Regions from separate parts of the Mus musculus genome. Here regions 1 and 3 are each linked to region 2. The links are chromatin contacts, called in public HiChIP or PLAC-seq and promoter capture Hi-C maps. All regions are on one chromosome and are shown on one strand. Each heading gives the region's core, a stretch centred on a gene start, on an enhancer-like site or on the middle of the called end of the contact. The rest is flanking DNA. Distances are from core to core; before and after follow the strand shown.

Region 1 (2,700 bases), core at 196-2,695, 550 kb before region 2:
GGGGGGGGCGGGACTTTAGAGATCAGGCCTGGGAGTTTCGAGTGTCAGTTCTGCAAGAATCCACTGACTGAAGCTTGGGTTGGTGAAGTGTCTTGATGCCAGGGACCTTAAGCATCAAGGCTTGCTGTATTCCCAGCTGTCTAACATATCCCAGAGTCATCTGCTTCTCTTCATCTGTTATTGAAGGCTAGCCCCCCGAGCCCATACCTGACTGACACCATTCCCCTGGCTGGTCTCCACTCAGCCACCTTTTCTCTTCCATGTGGCAGCCCCTTGTTTTTTTTTCCAAGGTGTGGTGGTAAGACATGATGTCATTTAGCCTAGTCTGGGTTTGAACTTCTAGTCTTCCCTGCCTCCACCTCCCAAGCACTGAGATTATAAGTGTGGACCGCCATGCCTGGCTCTGATGCCTTTGAAAAGAAAAGAAAAGAAAAGAAAAGAAAAGAAAAGAAAAGAGAAGAGAAGAGAAGAGAAGAGAAGAGATGAAAAGAGAAGAGAAGAGAAGAGAAGGGAAGGGAAGGGAAGGGAAGGGAAGGGAAGGGAAGGGAAGGGAAGGGAAGAAGAGAAGAGAAGAGAAGAGAAGAGAAGAGAAGAGAAGAGAAGAGAAGAGAAGAGAAAAGAAAAGAAAAGAAAAGAAAAGAAAAGAAAAGAAAAGAAAAGAAAAGAAAAGAAAAGAAAAAAAGGTTTCGACTGTCCTGAAAAACCAGCCTGGGATCTGGCAAGGTGGCTCAGTGGTTAAGATCATAGTACCTGGGGTTTGATTTCCAGCACCCACATGGTGGTTCATAAGCGGCTGTAACTCCAGTTCCAGGAGATCCTACACCCTCTTCTGGCCTCCATGGGCACTGTAAAAGTGGTACACAGACATACATGCAGGCAAATATAAAATAAAAATTAAATAACAAAAAATGAATTTGTAGAAGTCACTTCTCTCTGGCCCTCCTGTCTGTCTCTCCAGCCTGCATCCTAATTCTCTTGGCTCCAGTCACACCAGCTTCTTTGCTGTTCCCTGTCACCAAGTCACCTCCCTTCTGCTCTAGCGAGGGACCTACGTGTGTGGCCTGGATTTTCTCTCCCTGGTCACTCCTGGATGACTTGGCACGCACCTCCCCAAGCGTTTTCCTCCTTCATCACACCTGTCTTACTTCATCGTTTTGTCCATTTGTCATCCATCCCTGCTTGCCGGCATACCCGTTCTACTCCCACGGAGAAGGGTGGGCACCAGAGGGCGCTTGGTGAATATTTGCTAAATGATAGACGGGAGAAAGGAAAGGGTCCCGAGCCCCCAAGAGCTAGGGCGAGTTACGGATGGAGGCTGCTGCTGCTGTGCACACCTGGACCGGGCCTCTGCTCCAGATGTCCCTGCGGGCCCCTGCGTGGGTTAGGGCGGGGAGCGTCGGGAGAGCTCAGAGCCCGCCCCCTGCTGTAAGCCGGGCGCGGCGGAGATGGAGCTGGAGCCGTCGGGGCGCACGGAAACCGGCACTCGGAGCGGGAGAGCCGCGATGAGGAAGCAGAGCGCGCGCACGGCGGCGCTCATTCTGTGCATCCTGTCCTACCTGCTGGTGGGTGCCGCTGTTTTCGATGCGCTGGAATCCGAGGCGGAGCGCAGCCGGCAGCGGCTGCTGGCTCGGAAGCGGGGCGAGTTCCGCAGAAAGTACCGCTTCTCCGCCGACGACTACCGCGAGCTGGAGCGCCTGGCGCTGCAGGCCGAGCCGCACCGCGCCGGCCGCCAGTGGCGCTTCGCAGGCTCCTTCTACTTCGCCATCACGGTCATCACCACCATCGGTGAGCCCTCCGGAGCCTCCCCTCTGCCCCACTCAGTCCTGATCTCTCCTCCGGTGCGATCCCACCTCCGCCCCTTTGACTTTGGAAAGGGCTTGCCAGCACGCTGAGGCGCATTTGCCTCGCTGAGCAAAATGGGGGCAATCAGTTAGCTGACACAAGGCTGTAGGCACCCACACAAGGGTGGATACTAGAAACCCTGGGCTCTCGGGGTGAACAGAAGTGAGGCTTTCTTGTCCCATTGTGTCAGCTATGTGACCTTAGATAAGTTTCTTGACTTCTCTGAGCCTTCTCTGAGTGTTCTTTGAAAACTAGGATTGCTAATATGTCTTGCAAGGAGGAGGGAGGAATGCAGAGCTGTGATAGAGATTATTATTAAGGAGATAATGTGTGTAGATCGTTTTAGCATAGGGCCTGACCCACAGAAAACATTATGAAAACAAGATTGTTTGTATATAAGATAACAGTTATCCGTTAACCCCGTGATATCAGCACTCTCCCTTGTCTTTTGACTGCTGTGTGGTCAGAGAGTCTAATAGGCGTCCAATAACTTTTTAAGGGAATGACTAATTACAAAGCTTTGATCTCACGTTGGGGCAGCCAGAGGAGCCCCTATGTATACCATTTGGACTCTAGCTGTTACCATAACCACATCTGGCCAGGACCCGAGGTCCTAAGCCTGAGGAACCTGCAGAAGCAGGCTCCCTAGGGCTTCAAACCTGTTAGCTAGCCCCTTGGTGCTGGGCTCCAGCTGTAGTTGCTAGGTGTGCCTACAGTCTCCCTCAGTGGAACAAACCAGCAGCCCACACCTTGGAGAGTGCACTTGCACAAAAGCTGTGGGTTTAAGCACCCATGCAACCCCAAACGCTGAGTTCGGAGTATCTCCTGCTACCAGCCTTCTCAGGCAAGTGGCTGTGC
Region 2 (2,925 bases), core at 148-2,647:
TTGCTGCTCCCTTCCTCCCATGGTGAGGGCTGGGATCCAACTCACCTGCAGACTGGAGCTGAGTTTCCCAGGACTGCAGGAAGAGCAGCAACAGAGAGAGTGGCCAGCAGCAGGGGCCTCTCATGGTGCTTGGAAGGATGACGAACCACAGTGTCACAGCCTGCAGCTAGAAAAGAAGGTCGCAAAGCAACAGTTTTGACGGTGCTTTTATTGCAGGGGATGAACACTCTGGCTTTGCGTATGTTCAAAATGTTTTGCCAGGCATAGCTGCACACTCGGGAGGCAAAGGCAGGCAGATCTCTGGGAGTTTGAGGACCAGTCTGTTCTTCATAGTGAGTTCCAGGCCACCCAGGGCTACATAGTGAGATTCTTTCTCAAAACAAAACAAAAAGGCTCATGATAATTTTTTGATGTCACCACACTGGGATTGCTGAAACTCACAGAGGAGCCTTTGTAAAAAATGGCATTTTACAGAACTACAGGGCACTAAGTTAATAAGAAGTAGATAAAAATACATAAAACTCAAAAGGAGATAAACGCTTGTATTAAAAAATTATATACATATGTGTGTATATATATATATACACACACACCATATATATGATATATATTACAGATCATACACATCATATATATTATATAGCATACACACCATATATGTGTGTGTGTGTTACATATATATACATGTATATGGTGTGTGCTCACACACTATGGCACACACGTGTGGAGGTCAGGGGGCAATTCGCTGAAGTCCGTTTTCTCCTTCCTCTGTGTGTGTCCCAGAATTAAACAGGACTGAACTCCGGTGGTCAGTCCCGACAGCAAGCACCTTTACCCACTGAGCCATCTTGCCAGTCCCCGAAAGAACCCCTTCCTAAATACCAGATATAGTGCTAAATGTGCTTTTCCGTTGTGGCATTGACCCTCTTTGTAGTTCCGACATTTAAGGCTGTTTTGGTTCGGTTCTCCCTATTCAGAAATAGGCTTTAAGAAATTAAATGCTGCTACCCAACGCCTTATAGCAGGAAAGTGGCTGCGGCCGAGATAGAGTCCTGTCTATCTGGTGTGTGAGTCAGCTAAGGTGCTCCACACTCTCTTCTTCTGCGGACAGAAATCATTCCCCATATTCCCCCAAACCCGTGCCACACGCCAAAGAGCAGCTCTTGGGGTCTGGGTTCTTAGTGGTAGGCCAGAGAGTGGAGTCCTGCACAAGACACGCCTCGGTGTCTGTTTCTCGCCTGCTCTTAGGAGAGGCCGCCAGGGGGCGCCTGCTGGGTCTGGCTTCTACTGCCGTGGGAAGCCTACATCTGCCCAGCAGGTGTCCCTGCCCAGAGCAAACAGGCCGCTGGGAGTCCCGGGACCTTGAAGATAAGGCTTGGACAGGATAAATCCAGTGTGAGGATCGGATCGGGGCTTAGATGTGTGAACGGTATCGAAGTCAGTGGCGGTAGATGTGCCCAGAGGGCAGCAAGAGAGCGGCCTGGGCCTCGATGAGCAGCCATGGACCCCAGGGAGACAACAGGTGAGCCCTCTCCTTCCTGTGTAGCCTAACTAGGTCCCTTGAGAACCACTAAGGGAACACACACACTGTACGGATGGAAAATGTGCTGCCCAATAAGACTACCCAGCTGGGCTCCAGGCACAGAACTAAACCTAGCTCTCACCCCCCTACACCCCACCCCTGTCTCTTCCTCCAGAGAAGCCTGGTTCCCTTGCACCTAAGAATCACTAAGCCTTTCTTCCGTTCCCCACCCCACCCCCACACGGCACACTGAGCCTGCTCTATCCATTTTTCTGTGGTTTCTTGGCAGAGCAGGCCATCGCCCCTTAACCCACGGCTGCCCCTCCCTCAACCCCCCAGTTCCTTGAATGAGCCCATTCTGAGCAAGGCCGGTGCGTGGCTCTGACTCCAGACCAGCTTCCTATCCGAGATTCTTCTCCCTTCTGGCTTTCCAGCGAGGGTAGAAGAACAAAAATCCTTCTGGCAGGGTCTGTGGTGGTAAGGTGACAAGCTAGCTAGATGTGCCAGTGGCTTGATGGTGGAGGTAGGAGGAAAGGCAAGCCTTTTCTAGAGTGGGCCAGAGCGGAGCCAGCACCCCAGGGCAAACATCTGAGTATAGCTCCACCGGGCCTTTGAAACTCAGGGTTGGCTCTTGACTAAGGGCTCCCTTAAGCTCCTCTTGGCTTAAGTCAACACGCACTTGATGTCGCTTGCACCTCAGGACTCTTAGAAAGTCAAAACAGCTGCCCTCTCAATTTCAGCTTTCCAAATCCGCTGTTCCACGGGGGGGGGGGGGGCGGTCTAGGGAGGGCAAAGAGAGTCATCATCGTTCAAAGGCTTGCTTTGAAGTAGTGGCCCATTAGAGTGAGCCCAGGTCTCCTGATAAGGATCCTTGCATTGAAGAGGAAATTTCTCGGACGCCCTTAGGATAGGGAAAGTGCATTCCCAAGGAAAGTGCGCTCCAAAGAGGTCTGAGTTCAAGAGCTAATCCGGAAAGGACACTTTGGGAAGGTGCCAGGCGTGGAGGGAGATTAGGGAAGGAGGACCTGCATTTTGTTGGCCTTGCCAGAGGGGGATCGGAAAAGGTACTGCAGGTTAGACGTGGACACGTAGGCTGTTAAGACTTGTCCCCCTACGGGTTTTACGCTGGCTTCCCTGCAGACCCCTCGTTGCCCCCGGGCCCTTTGACTCACCTGAGCCTGCCGGACAGCTCAGAGGTGCGGCTACAGAGCGACGGGCCCAGCCTCCTGGGGAGTTGGACCAGGTAACGGCGGCGGCGTGGGCAGGTTGCCCTAAGTGGGGAATGCCAGACAGCCAGGGCGAGCCCAAGCGGCAGCTGCATTTAACCTGGAGCGGGAGGGTGGGGAGGGGGAGCGCGGGCTGCGACCCCTCCCACTGGCAGGAGCGTTCTCCCCCTTCCTCTC
Region 3 (2,700 bases), core at 69-2,568, 930 kb before region 2:
ATTGGCGTGCCAGGCTGCTGGGCTCCTGGTTCATTAGGCCAGATACAGCAACATCTGCCATGTCTGCCTCCTCTGAGCTCATGAAAGGTGGCTGACCTGGAGATCTGGGCAGAAAACACCCACCAAAGAGATCTGGAACAACTACCACCCTTACACTCTATTCTTAGACCAGCCACTACGAGTGGGGAAGGATGAAGGTGGGCCAAGGACAGGGCTCTTCTTCCCTAGGTTCCAGTAGTTTCTCAGACGCCACCAAAGGGCCCATTACTAAAACCTTCACAGGCTTGACAAGGAAAGCCTCGTTAAAACCAAGGTCTGTCAGAAACCTGACTCAGTTGCCCAAAAGAGAAAACCGGGTTTGAAGTAGATTAACAAGAGAGGCAGATTGTCCACAAGCTGGAGACACTCACTAGTCTGAAGCATTAAGCTCACATGGATGGAGCAATTTCATCTTCCAAACTCCCTGTCTAGCTCCAACGGAGTGTTGTGCAATAAACTTACGATGTAAGTGTTTCTAAAGGACTAGGAAAGAAATAAGTGGAGTTTGAGAGATGTCCCAACGAGATCGGCTGGGGTTGTTTTCCTGGGTGACTGCCATGCACTTTAGAGTACTGAGAAAGTCCAAGGAGATCCAGGAGAAAGGTCACCAGAGTGAAAGGTTTCACGCTTGCTTCTACTAACATGGGGCAGGGATGGCAAAAGCTCTTGGGGTGGTGGGTGGGTCTAGAGGTGGTTCTTTAAGTCAACGGTGGGATTTTTGCCACAGTGGTTAAGAGAGGGGTGTCTGACTAGCCGGCAAGAGGAAGGTGACATCTCCCTGAACAGGACAGGGGCAAGCGCCTAACTCTGGGGGCGGGGGAATAGCCGCTCCAATGTACCCACTGTCACTTATAACCCACCCGTCACCGACTCGATCCTCCTATCGGAATGCTCACATACTAGGCGCGAATGTCACTTGCTTTCCCAGGGTCCCAGTGTCGCGACACGCGCGCGGACGCGCCTGTCAAGACAGGGCTCCCTCCCGATGACTCGCCTGCCCCAGCATCCAACTGGCTTCTTGGGGCGCGGGGGCCCGGAGCCCGATGCACTCACACGTTGAGGACGTTGCGCTTGTTGCTGAGGTAGCTCTCGGGCAGCGGGGACAGCTCCTTGACGACCGAGCCCGCCAGCATGGCGGCCACCAGCGCCCAGGGCAGGTGGCGCCGCACCGTCGCCCTCACCAGCGTCCCGCGGAGAAACCACGCGCAGCGCTCCAGGTGCTCCATGCCGGTCCTTCTCGGCTACCGTCCGCCTTCCAGAGCCTTCTCGGCCACCGTCTTACCCTTCGCCCGAGCTGGCACCACCACATCCCCTCTGGGCGCATGCGCGCTTCCTGCAAGCTCCGCCCCCTAGAGGGCGTGTCTCCCTCTAGTGGCCTTGATGGGTCTCTGCAGAGTGCAGGTCTGCATTTACCTGCGCCGCTTCCACTCATCGCCCCCAAGCTACTGGCTGAGATCACTGCAGGCTGCTCTTTGCCTGGGCAACCTGCTCCCCTCATGTTTGTGGGATGGGATTCTCGCTTTCTTTATCTGCAAAACAAACAAGAGACCCACCTTTCTTAAGAGCTAGTTTGGGAGTTCCGTATATTGGGTCAGTTATAGGGTTTTTCAGATGAAATTTCTTTGCAAAGTCATTAATAAATTTAAATCTTATTTACTTGTTTTGTTTTCAGACTGGGTTTCTCCAAGTAGACCTGGCTGACTTGGAACTCATTCTGTATAACCAGGGTGGCCTCGAACTCAGAGATCCCCTAAACTTGACCTCCAGAGTACTGAGATTAAAGTCATGTGCCACTTCGGGTTTTGAGACAAGTAAGGGCACTTGTTGCCAAACCAAATAACCTGGATTCAGTCCTTGGGATCCACATTGTGGAAGGCAACTCCCATAAGTTGCTCTCTCCACATTGTGGAAGGCAACTCCCATAAGTTGCTCTCTCTCTCTCTCTTTCTCTCTCTCTCACACACACACACACACTAAATAAATAAATAAATACAGATAAATAGATAAGTAAATAAATGTAAGAATGAATCAGCTGAAAAAAAAAAGGATGAATCAACTGTGTTGTTGACTGAACATCTTGGGCTCCCAAGGTTTGCAGAGCTCACATGAGGTACTGGTGACTCAGTCACTCAGTTTTGTCCCTTAGCTAAGCTCCTAGCCCGTAATGTTAGGTGTCAAAGTCAGGGCTTCCCAACCATGAGTTATTCCTTAGTGACTGTAGTTTATAGATTAGCACTTTAAAATCAAGGTGAAAACTCAAACCCATCACTTTCTAATTATTTTACTATGTTCTATTATTATTTATGTTCTTGTTTGTCTATTTTGAAACAGGATCTCTTACGTGACCCTGGCTGGCCTGGAACTCACTTTATAGAGAGGGCTGGTTTTGAACCTGTGTTGTCTTCCTGTCTCAGCCTCCCTCTTGGGTGCTGGGATTACAAGCATGTCCCATCACATCTGGTTTATCTATGCCTGAGCCTACCTGTATCCATTGTGCCTCCCGGGAACACCTCTGTGCTCTCTTCTCCCTTCTGTGATATCACACAGGAAGCTTGAAATCAGCCACAATAGAAGTATTTGCACTAAGGAAATTGGCAAGTGCTACAAATCAGGCCTGTGTTCTGTCATCACCTGTCTTCGTTGAGCTGTGACTCCATTTGT

The links. Promoter capture Hi-C pulls out the DNA fragments that hold promoters and counts their contacts. HiChIP or PLAC-seq counts read pairs in DNA pulled down with a chosen protein or histone mark.
Region 1: a contact with region 2 is called in a promoter capture Hi-C map of embryonic stem cells. The contact joins the promoter of Kcnk15 here to the promoter of Rbpjl in region 2. A contact is called at or near these places in 6 of 39 promoter capture datasets (the 3T3-L1 cell line, the C10 cell line, the HPC-7 cell line and 2 more) and 1 of 484 Hi-C or Micro-C datasets (embryonic stem cells).
Region 3: a contact with region 2 is called in a FOXA1 HiChIP or PLAC-seq map of pancreatic cancer cells. The contact joins the promoter of Fitm2 here to the promoter of Rbpjl in region 2. A contact is called at or near these places in 2 of 39 promoter capture datasets (embryonic stem cells and pre-B cells) and 1 of 115 datasets of contacts at active chromatin or transcription factors (pancreatic cancer cells).

What each region holds. Positions count from the first base shown.
Region 1 is chr2:163,852,305-163,855,004 of GRCm38.p6, forward strand. Kcnk15 (potassium channel, subfamily K, member 15) reads left to right here and starts at 1,446. Exons shown (of 2, transcript NM_001030292.1): 1 at 1,446-1,785. The coding sequence starts at 1,446.
Region 2 is chr2:164,401,797-164,404,721 of GRCm38.p6, forward strand. Rbpjl (recombination signal binding protein for immunoglobulin kappa J region-like) reads left to right here and starts at 1,398. Exons shown (of 12, transcript NM_009036.1): 1 at 1,398-1,522; 2 at 2,663-2,765. The coding sequence starts at 1,501. It overlaps Matn4 (matrilin 4), which reads right to left. Exons shown (of 11, transcript NM_013592.4): 1 at 2,695-2,925; 2 at 46-166. The coding sequence starts at 124.
Region 3 is chr2:163,471,311-163,474,010 of GRCm38.p6, forward strand. Fitm2 (fat storage-inducing transmembrane protein 2) reads right to left here and starts at 1,319. Exons shown (of 2, transcript NM_173397.4): 1 at 1,093-1,319. The coding sequence starts at 1,265. 2310001K24Rik (RIKEN cDNA 2310001K24 gene) reads left to right here and starts at 1,235. Exons shown (of 1, transcript NR_028122.1): 1 at 1,235-1,693.